Regions from separate parts of the Mus musculus genome. Here region 2 is linked to region 1. A link is a contact called in public Hi-C data. All regions are on one chromosome and are shown on one strand. Each heading gives the region's core, a stretch centred on a gene start, on an enhancer-like site or on the middle of the called end of the contact. The rest is flanking DNA. Distances are from core to core; before and after follow the strand shown. Region 1 holds the start of A130051J06Rik (a long non-coding RNA gene). Region 2 has its middle 91 kb from the start of 2610037D02Rik.

Region 1 (5,686 bases), core at 1,168-3,667:
GGTGCAGTTTGTATTCTAGATGTGATCCGTGAAAGCCAAATGCACGCAAGATTATGCTCATTTACTGAAAGTCCCTTTAGTGCCTTGTGTGTGCTAGGTATGGTCTTCGCTCTGGGAATTGATCAGTAGATAAGACATATGGCCCCTACCCTCAGCGCATGGGCTGCCTGGCAGGGTGAAGCAGACGTATCAAGTGGGTGCAGCAAGTTATATTTCAAGGCTGTAAAAGGAGAGCAAACCAGGATGGCACAGTGAGAAGAGAATCTTGGCTGTGCCCACCACTCTCCAGGGGGAGGGCTTTCACTGGGGAATGGCTGGCCCTGCAGCTGTTCTTTTCATAGTTCTAAAAATACCCTGATCTTAGGGGAGCATGGCTTTGAAAAGCAGGGCTGGGTGAAGAAGGCTCAAGTGTACATTTGGCGAACATGTGAAACCCTGCCTTTGCTTTCAGGTTTCCAGGTCCAGTTGCCCTGGGGAACTAGTCGGGCGCAGGCTTTATTTATGATGATATCCGTGGTCTTTCATGCACCTTGCAGAGGTGGTTCATAGTCCTAAGCCCCACTATTCCTTGGTGTGTTTGTTGGCTGCAATAGCTACACTGGGTTAGAGGCAATAAAATACAGTTGCATCTTCAGGTCCCTTCATGATGGCTTTATAGTTCAACTTAGCACGATGCTCTCCCTTCCGTAGGTTTGAAAGGGATGCTAAGACCTTTGAAGTCATCAGTTGTTAGTTTTTCTGTGTTGCCCAAGGAAGAGGGGAGACAATGGGTACTGCCATTCCCTGCTCACATCTGTGCCTCTCTTGACCTCAAGGGCTTGGGGACCTAGAGCAGAATGACTCTTCTGGACTAAGCCAGCACTGAGTTCTCTTCTCTGGCTGCTCTCCTGGGGGCTATGAATCACTTCTGTGGGGAAGAGGCGGGACTGACTTTGCTGGGAGTCACAACCCAGCCCCTGAGGGCATGAATCAGAAGTCTGGTGGAGCAGGAAAGCCCCACAGGTGACTGAGGCTTGGCTCCAGCTTCTCCTCCTGAAACCCTTGCTGGAGAATCTCTCTTTCCTGTCAGAGCACCTAGAGTTATATGGAAGGACGAAAGTTAAGGCTTGTTTTGTTCTCAGGTCGTGGGGCAGGAGGGCATGAGAACAAACTCTGTTCTCATTGACTGTTATAAACAAGAGTCCTCTCGCTTGAGATTCTGTGTTAGGTTGTACATCCTAGAATGGCATCTCACCTTACTTGTGGTTCCTGGCCAAACGGGAGTCTTCTTGATGGGTGAACTCGAGGGAGTGTGAGAGACTGATGCTGCCTTCTGCCATGCTTTTGTCTGATAGGAGCCCACTCTACGGATGCTCTTGATTAGATTTTTAAAGTTCACTTCATATAGTGAGTGATATGCGATGTAAACTGTAAAGCTTGGCAGATCCTGGGTCTGACTGCCACCCACACTCAGGTGGAGGCCACGCCCCTCCACCCCCACCCCTACCCCACATCCCTCATTTCTTTTCTCAGTTCAGGGGAACAGTTTGAAGACCTCTTCTGTAAACTGAGGGTGCCAGCTGTTGGAATTGACCCAAATAGAACAAAGTAGAGTATAATAATCTTTTATGCTTGCCCCTTTTCATGTCACGTGGTATTTTTTTGGAGATTAATCTAGTGTGGTTATCTATTCCCATTAGTCCAGTGTATTTGAACTACAAGAATATCTGGAAAAGACCTTTTTTTTGGTTAAATCTTAACATGCTACCTAACGCTACCTTTTCATTCTATTTAAAGTCAGATTTCTTCCTTTCTTTTTTTTTCTTTTTTTCTCTTTCTTACTTTTTTATTTTTCTTTTAGTTATTTTTGTGGTTGTATCCACCGCTCACACAATGCTTTTGCTTATACTAGGAAGTTAACTGACTTTAAGTTGGGGAGGTGGGTACAGGCAAACTGTACTCATTTTAATTGCTTTGCTGTCTGAATCCAAACTCAGAGTCACTTCATACGCTGTCCCTGAGTGCCCAGGCTGCTGGGTGCAACAGCAATCCATAGAGAAATACATGCGGGTTTGTTCCTTCCACACAAGAATGTCAAGTATAATAATTAATTTTTCCAAAAGGTCAGCACTTGCTGGCATTTTGACTAAGGCATGTTTCGGACAGATATTCTTAGCCTTCATCTGGTAACTAAAGAGCTCTAAGAACCCAAAACTAAAACTGACCTGCACCAAGAGAGGAGGCAGGACTTACCGTTGGCCCCAGATATAATATTCCACAGTGTTTGTCCAAGCCCGTGGGTTCCCAGTTCTCAGAGAAGTTACTTGGCGCTGGCGTTGCTTTCCCTGCCGCGTGACTCATGATTTCTTAAGGCTGATTAGTCATTCACTGCCTGAGTTATGGAGGCCTAGGAACTGCCTGAATCAAATTACAGCCCCCATCCACACTCCCCCTAGAGCTAGCTCCTGAGTCCCAATTCTTAGCAGGGCCACACCCCAGTCAGAGGAACTAATTCTGGCTCTCTGTGAGAAGCCTTGAAGCACTCAGCATTCCCCAGGAGCCTAGCAATAGCCTAGCAATGGCCTTGAGCTCTGATGCCATTGCCTGCCTCCCACCGAATTCCCCCATGTGTCCATATTCCTTGCTTGGAAATGTTTTTCCTCGGCTTAGGGCCTCTGGTTCAATCTGGCTCTGGTTTGTGTCTTTAGAAGCCTTGTCCAATGTGGTGCTACCTGCCTCCTGCTTGAGGTAGACCTGGGGTGTGTGTGTGGGGGGTGGGGGGGGGATGCCTGCCTGGCTTGGTGTCCCTTAGTGGATTTAATCATTTCTGATGTGTCCCAGGTGGGACTGCCACATTGGTGGTGCCTGAAATCTTGCGTCTGACTGTTATTTTATTTTCGCTGTCCTTCTTCGGTCATGTTAGGACTGTTGGATATAAGATGGTGAAAGGGGTATGGTATGAGAGAGAGGCTGAGCTTCAGCCCGCCACCTGAAAAAGACCCAGTGCTTTCTAGGATGTGGGGAAGTCATATCCCTCCTGGTGGTAGGCAGACATGTGGATCTGGCAGCTGACAGATCCTTTGAGAAGCAGCTCCCAGGGGCCTCGTGACCTTGAGCTTCCTGATGCTGACGTAGTGAAAATGGCACGCTGTCCAGGCTTGGTGTGGATGCCTTAATCCCAGAGCATGTGGCTGAAAAGCTCCCTTCTGTATTTTACATCATGAGAAGTGGACATCCCCTCAGTGTTTGTGAGAAGCCCTTTAGTCAAAACCAGCATTCTGTAGTAAACTGTTTGCATCTGATGAGTCATGCATGACTCTCAACCTTTTCCTTGCCTCATGGAGACTGGTGTCATTCCTTAGCTGGCATGGCCAGGTGTCTGTCTCTCACGTCTTGATGACTGTGTTCTCCGAGGTGGCTTTGCTCCTGCACCCTCCTGCTTTTTTTCAGTTTCTCCCTGGCACAAATCTTCCTTGCAGGGTCTCTCCTCTGGCCTGCTTGAATTCTGAGTTCAGATAGATGAAGGGAGGTTTCTGTGAAGGGCAGAATGGTCTTCCTTGGTTTAATAGAGGGAAATTAGGCGTTTGTGGTTAAGTGCACAGGCAGCGCACCCTGACTGTTGGATAGAGCTGAGACACACACCTGGTTGGTTTTATGTGTGGCTGTGTGTATGGGGTACTGGGTCAATTTTTAATTTAAAAAATTAATTCTGTGAATAAGTAAACTTTAGGGTTCACTGTCAGACTTGTGTTAGAGATAGCCTGTGTGTGACCTGTTGTTTGCTTTACTAATAAAGAGTTTTATGAATTCTTACATATTAAGTTCTAAATGGACAGGGAAGAGTCCTGCCCTGGATTTGTTTCTGATGCTCTGATAAAATCCCACTACCGGGGCTGGAGAGATGGCTCAGCGGTTAAGAGCACTGACTGCTCTTCCGAAGGTCCTGAGTTCAAATCCCAGCAACCACATGGTGGCTTACAACCATCCTTAATGACATCTGACTCCCTCTCCTGGTGTGTCTGAAGACAGCTACAGTGTACTTACATATAAAATAAATAATAAATAAAATCAAAAAAAAAAAAACACTACCAAAAGCAACTTAGTAGCAGGGAAAGGACTTTATGTCTCCTATAATTCCAGGGTATAGGCCATCATGGTGGGGAAATTAAAGCAGGCACTTCAAACAGCTGGTTATATTACATCCACTGTCAGGGGCAGAGAGAAATGAATGCATGCATTTGTATGTGTTAAGCGTGATTTCTGTGCTCTTAAACAGTTCAGGACTTCCTACCTAGGGAATAATACCACCATAGGTACTGCCTAGGGAATGATGCCACCATGTGAACTGCCTAGAGAATGGTGCTGCCCACAGTGGACTGGGTCTTCCCATATTAATTAAGACAGTCTCCCACAGACATGAGGCCAGCTCAGTATGTAGACTGCCCTACATCAAGACTCTTGCCAATGATTCCAGGTTGTGTCAAGTTGACAGTTAAAGCTAACCATCCTACTTCCTGAGTTTTTTTTTTAATATGTTACAGTTTTTATATTCTTTTGAATAATGTTTATATCTATTGATTTTTAACCTGTATATCATCCCTTGGTATCTGTGGAGGACTGGCTTTAAGATCTTAAAGTCCTCAGGTGTTCAGGCCCTTTATGTAAGTGGTATGGTGTTTCCATATAACCTACAGTATACTATAAGTAAATTCTATATTGTGGGACCACATACACTGTAAAGACTGTTAATACCTGCCCTGGCTGTTCCAGTGCTAACACTGTATTCCTTAGGGGAAGTGTGAAGAAGTGTGTGCTCAGCCCGCAGTAGGTGCAGGCTTTTTACATTTTCAGTCTGAAGTTGGTTGAAACTCTAGATGTAGATCCGGAAGGCAGAGAAAGGCTGGCTGTGTACTAGTTAGGTATCTGCATACAGTTGTTCAACACCATCACCCATGACTTCTGCTGTGTAAAATATCCATTTGCTATTATGTCCCCAGTAATGAGAGATTACCCGGATAGAGTAATGACTATTCTAGATTGCTTTGGAGTTTTTTGCAGTCTAAATAGATTTGTTTCTAGGAGTCCTGTGGGCCTTGCATTCTAAACTTTAAATGAGATTGCGTTTGTAGCATTGGCCCGCCGTGGTAGGCTGCAGTAAAGGGTTTAGTTTTTCTATGTCTACCAGTTTCCTCTGGTTTGGGTCTTAAGAGAAGTGCTTTTTTCCCCCTTGTTGGAGACAGAATATCACTATGTGGCCCAGCCTGGCCTTAAACCAGAGCTCTTCTTGCCTCAGCCTCTCTGGTGCTGGGATTACAGGTACACATAAAGGTGCCAACCACCTTGGAGGAGACGAGTGGAAATCTTAGGATAGTGAACGGCACTTTTGAAAGACTGAGCGAGAAGTTGCTTTCTGTCTTGATTCTGTTTTCTTCATTGTTGAAGCATGAGCACTAGGAAGAAGTTTGTTTTTGTTTTTGTTTTTTTTTAAAGATTTGTTTATTTTTATTTATATGAGTACACTGTAGCTGTCTTCAGACACACCAGAAGAGGGCATCAGATCCCATTACAGATGGTTGTGAGGCACCATGTCGTTGCTGGGAATTGAACTCGGGACATCTGGAATAAGAGTCAGTGCTCTTATCCGCTGAGCCATCTCTCTAGCCCCAGGAAGAAGTTTTTAACCCAGGATCTCTGGACTACATAGGTA
Region 2 (5,633 bases), core at 386-2,885, 300 kb after region 1:
CTCATGTATAGGAGTATGGACATTTCCTCACACACCCCCCACATCCCCACACCCTCAAACCCCCTCCACCTCCCTCAAGACATGCCTTACCTGGAAAGTCTCACTCAGCAGGACGAGAGACTCCCTTTAGCTCTATAGATGGACTCCCATCTCTGTAGCTCTTCTCTGAGGCCGTACACAGAGATGCCAGGTGGTAGGTAGGGAGCTGCTGAATTCTCAGGCAAGAATCCCATACCTATTCCACCCATGTGCTCACGTGTGTGTGTGTGTGTGTGTGTGTGTGTGTGCGTGTGTGTGTGTATACACATGCCTATAAGTACATGTGTCTGTCTGTATGTTTATGTGTATATGTGTCTGTGTGCCTCTGTGTGTGTCTGTGTTTCTCTGTTTGTACATGTCTGTGTATGTGCTGTGTGTCTATGTGCTTATGTCTATCTGTGTGTACCTATGTCTGTGAGTACATGTGTCTGTATGTGTGTTTGTGTGTGTGTATGCATATGTCTATGTGTATATCGGTATGTCTCTGTCTGTACACATGTCTGTGTGCATATCTGTATGACATGTCTGTGTCCGTGTATTTGTATAAACATGTGTCTGTGTGTATATCTGTGTGTCTCTGTGTGTGTCTCTGTCAGTACGCATGTCTGTGTATCTGTGTATGTGTCTGTGTGTATGTGTCTCTATGTGTGCATGTATGCTTCTGTGTAAGTCTGTGTCTGTATCTGTGTGTTTCTCTCTGTATGTGAATGTTTGTGTGTGTTATATCTCTAAATGTCTGTGTGTGTCTGTGTACATGTCTGTGTGTGTTTTTATGTGTATGAATCTGTGTGAGTGTCTGTGTGTGTATGTGTATGTATGTATATCTTTGCATGTATGTCTATGTGTGTAGGTTCTTGTGTAAACCATCAATAAACCTGGTCGGGATGGTCTTTTGCAAAAGAATGTTGATGAATGCCCCAAGCTGGTAGCTGCTTGGCTCAGAGGACAGGCACAGCAATAGGCAAAAGGGAAATCAGTTAGTGGATGTACCAACAGACTCATGTTTAGCGTACTATCAGTGAGGACTTAGGGACTCACCCAGAGACAGGACCACTCTGAGTGACATGGGCTACAAGGCTTAGGGTAGACTTCACTATGGAAGTCAGTACAATGGCCCTAGCATCTGCAGTGGGCCTGAAGTTGCTGTAGCTCAGAAAGACTAGTATTACAAAGAAATGCTGCGTATGAGGCAGAGGACAGAGAGACCAGAACCCATATGGGTGAACTAGAACTCAAAGAGCCAAAGGGTTTCCATGGCTGCCTCTCACTATGCTACCCTCCAGGACGCCGGTGATCTACAGAAAACACCTTTCAGGATAAAGAACTGGCTGGGCCTGGCATAGCCATGGCTCAGCTAAGGCCACAGCCAACAGAGGAAGCAGTAGACAGAAGACAACGTGCAGAAGGGCGCAGGGCTCCGAAGTCATGCCAGCCTCCTCCCTGCTGTCTTCCTAACTGCAAGCAAACTTCAGATGTGGCCAACTCTAACCCAGAACCATACATGGAATGGAATTCTAGGAGAGGTGGTTCCCACAACCGAGCTGACACCCTGTCCAGCCTCCGCAGCATCCAGCAGAGACGTCTCCCTAAGAGATTTCCCAGGATTTACTGTCTTAGACCGCAACCTTTGTGGGAGATGGAACTCTGCTCTGCTCTGCTCTGCCCTGGGTTAGCGTGAACCAAAGCTTGTCAGTGAAAACACGCCACTCTCTTCCAAGCATTCTGGCTGCGATACTCTCCTCCTCTGCTCCGTCATTAAGGCAATTAGGTATCCCTGCTGAGAACACAATTGAGTCTACAGAACAATGTGATCAGCATTTTTCCCCTGGTGTTTGAGAAAGTTATCATCAAGCATAAACTTCTCCTGGTATCATATTTTACAAGATGAAAAGACTTCATTTTGTTGTCACTGACCTACCAACCTGGCATTTGTTCCTTAGAAACAATCACATTCTTCAGCCTGAGAAAGGAGACATCGCATCTCCTGATCCCCCCTCCCCTCGTTTACCGAAATGCCCGTCGGTAAAAGTTTCAACGATTTTTATTTCTAAGATGCTGCTCTCGTTCTGGAAAACAATTCTACTATCTGAATAAGTTACAGTAGTACTTCATTCTCCTTGTGTTGAAGTCAGCCCAAATAGATAATACGTCACAGTAATCTCTCAGAGCAGCCAAGATCTTAGTGATAGCTGAATTCTGAGTAGAGCAACTTGCCTGGGATGATCATTAGCTAATGGCTGCTGTTAAGATACTTAATAATATAATGACTTCATTGAGGTCAGAGCTCTGTCTCATTTGTATCTGCATACAAAGCACCTGGCGTATACTAGAAAAGCAAAACAAAATTTATCAGAGAGAACAATGGGCTTTTTAAAATGTGACTTTAAATGCTTGCCTATAAAAGCCTGGCTTTGAAGGACCGACTTAGACCTACAACTTCAAAGACAAGGTGAGCACTAAGAACACCAGTCACGTTCGGGGACAATGGAAAGGAGGTCATTTATCTGCCTCTGTTAATTTCCATCAAAAGCCATTTATCAAGCTGTGTATGGTGGCAAACATCTTTAATCCCAGCACTGGCGTGTGGGGTAAACAGAGGCAGGCAGATCTGAGTTCATGGCCAGCCTGGTCTGCACAGGGAGACCCTATCTCAAAGAAATAAAAAATAACACCCCTCCAATAACAACAAAATATTACCAATTTTAATACTATATATCAAGTAGCATTCCAGGCAAAGATAAGATGGAGACCTATCCCTCAAATACTCTGCCTTGTCTGGATGCAGACCCAGAAGCACACGGCTGACTTTTTAAAAGACTCATGTAGACAGCAGGCGGTGAGCACATGCCATCAGACTCATGTAGACAGCAGGCGGTGAGCACATGCCATCTCCGGAGCCTGTTCTGTCCGAAATAAATGGCAGGACCTAACTTCTGTGAGCCCAAGCTCAGGGCTGGGAAAGACGCACACATAGCATGGCTCTGATTTCACACTGCCTGAATCCAAACGCCCATTCTGGAGGCAGGGGAATGTTTCCCAGGCTTCTCCTTACTGGTAGTTTATGTCCACCCACAGCTTAAGAAAAAATCTTTGTTAATACCTGAGCCTGCAGAACCAGAAAAGTCACATAGATGTGGTTTTCAAATCTAACTCTGGCACAACCATTCTCATTGGCAAAGTACCTCTCAGATATATGCAGGCCGGTTCTTTGGGAAGAACTTGAATTGGAGGCTACAGATGCACTCATTTGACTAAGCCTGGAAACCCCCCCACCTGTGAGCGCCCAGGCAGTTCCTGATTGGTGGCCAGGCACAAAGCTGAGGAGGAGGAGGAGGAGGAGGAGGGGAGGAGGAGGAGGAGGAGGAGGAGGAGGAGGAGGAAGGGGAGGAGGAGAGAAAGAGGGGAGGAGGAGGGGGAGGAGGGGGGAGGAGGAAGGGGAGGAGGAGGGATTGAGAAGCCAAGGTGACTATCACAGAGCTTGGGTAAAATGACAAATCAATGGAAACAATTGCGCAGAGCCACAATGTGTTCTTCATAAACCAAGGGAAAGATCGCTATGCTCTTAAATGTGGGATACACATTCACTTATTCTATGCAGTGTGTTCCTGAACAAAACTCCAGCCTGGCAAGAAGGTACAGGGAGTAGGCTCTTGCCACCAATCCTGACAACCTGAGTTCAGTTCCCAGAACACACATATGGTAGGGAGAAAACTGACTCTCACAAGTTTTCCTCAGCTCTCTACACAGGTGCATGTGCCTACAGACACACACACACAGAGGAACAAAAATTAAGTAAATGTAATAAGAAGTTAAATATGTTTTAGATTTAGTCACGTATGTGTATGTGTGTGCCCAAGTGTGCACCACACGTGTACATGAACCAGGGAAGCATGTCAGACCTCCCAGAATTGGAGTCACAAACATTCGTGAGCCACCCTGTGGATGCTAGGAGCTGAACCCAGATTCTCTGCAAGAACAGTAACCACTATTAATATTAACCATCGAACATCTCTCCAGCCCAATAATAATGACGATTAATAATAATAAACAATTAAGAAAAAGAACACTCACTTACTCACTTGAATTTCAACCAAACAGAAAAATGGTTTCATAGGGCATAACTATGCTCCTGGTTCTTTTCCTATCATCCTCTGGTATTGAAGTTTGAGGAGCCGTGTAATATGGAAAGTGGGGCGTTCTTCATTCACCCATTACTTATTCTCATTTTTTCTTCACTAAAATTTTTATCAGCCTCATCTTCATCAACACGTAGATGAGAAATTGAAATCAGTTGTCTAATGCATCAAAGAAAATCTCACCTGTTCTAAAATAACCAGACACATTATTTTGCTCTCACTTTCGGGCTTTTCATTCTGATGGCAAGGTGCTAGAAACTTCACAAAGACATGCATAAACTTTCACTGCAAGTTAGTCGAAGTAACTCCCGTCAAAGTGAACTGTTGCAAAAGTGTGCACTTCTAAAGACACAAGTGGATTCTCTACTGTCTCAGAAAGAAGCTAAATCAACAGCTAGGCAAGAAACTCCAGCTGAAAGCTGCTCACGTGAGAATTACAGACCCTGTTGCCTGTCTGACATAAAATGCTGAATGTTATGAATGTTTGCAATGTTCTCATCAGCAGTGTCAAGAACTGGAGTGGCAGCTTGTGGATTGAGTGTCCATGTTCCCTCCTAGGCACACATGTCCATACCCTTGGTCCCAGTCGGTGGAGCTGCAGTGAAGGCTTAAGAGGTACAGTCTTGTTGGAGGAAGTATGTCACTAAAGGTGGACTTAGAGAGTTTCAAGACTCCCTCAACTTCCGGGTCATTCCCTGAACTTCCTGCTTTCAGTTCAGAACGTGAGCTCTCCACTCCTGTTCTTCCTGCTTTGTCTGTCACTTGTTGCCATCATCTCCAACTCACCATAACGGACACTCACGTCTCTGAGACCATACGCCAAAACAAACCCTTCTCTTCCTTAAATGGTCTTTGGTCATGGTATTTAATCACAGCAACATGAACGTAATCAAGGCAGAAGTTGGTACCAGAGAGCGGGCTGCTGCTATGAAGAACCAAACCATGTTCATCTTTGGAGGAATGCATAAGACTTTGGGACTTTGAACTAAAAAGTGCTGTAATCAAAGCTTAAAGGGCTGTCCTACTGAGCTTGAAAGGCAGTGATGCTGAGCGTAACGGAGGCTGGGGTGGCCCAGCTCAAAAGGGTCCCCAGGGGAACAGTATTAGCAACTGGGCTAGACAACATTTCTCTTTATTTTGGTAAAGACTCTGGCTACCTTCTGCCCTTGTCCTGAGAACTTGTCAGAGATGGGGCTGGAGAGACTGCTCAGCGGTTAAGAGCACCTGATGCTCTTCCAGAGGATCCAGGTTCGATTCCCAGCACCCACACGGCAGCTCACAACTGTCTGTGACTCCAATTCTAAGGGAATCCAACATCCTCACACAGAGATGTGTGTAAGCAAAATATGAATGCACATAAAATAAAATAAATTATTTTTTAAAGAAATGAGAAGTTGCCATAGGCTAAATTAAAAAGCAGTAGACCAACTCCTTGGTAGAGGCAAGGCAGCATAATAT

What was found. Hi-C and Micro-C count contacts between places; a contact is called where the count stands out from the background.
Region 2: a contact with region 1 is called in a Hi-C map of uterus. The contact joins the enhancer-like site here to the promoter of A130051J06Rik in region 1. A contact is called at or near these places in 3 of 39 promoter capture datasets (the C10 cell line, the HPC-7 cell line and frontonasal cranial neural crest), 1 of 484 Hi-C or Micro-C datasets (uterus), 4 of 115 datasets of contacts at active chromatin or transcription factors (embryonic forebrain, embryonic limb bud and embryonic stem cells) and 1 of 9 other capture datasets (pancreatic islet).

The regions. Positions count from the first base shown.
Region 1 is chr15:95,802,044-95,807,729 of GRCm38.p6, forward strand. It overlaps A130051J06Rik (a long non-coding RNA gene), which reads right to left and starts at 2,418. Exons shown (of 2, transcript XR_875618.2): 1 at 2,233-2,418. All of the region lies in intron 1 of Ano6 (anoctamin 6), which reads left to right.
Region 2 is chr15:96,104,501-96,110,133 of GRCm38.p6, forward strand. No RefSeq gene overlaps it. Among named protein-coding and RNA genes, the nearest start is that of 2610037D02Rik, 91 kb to the right of the region's middle. Within about 2 kb of position 1,636, at least 12 of the 459 cell types and tissues checked have an H3K27ac peak or open chromatin away from gene starts, as enhancers often do. A contact at or near this core is called in uterus, where this site is marked.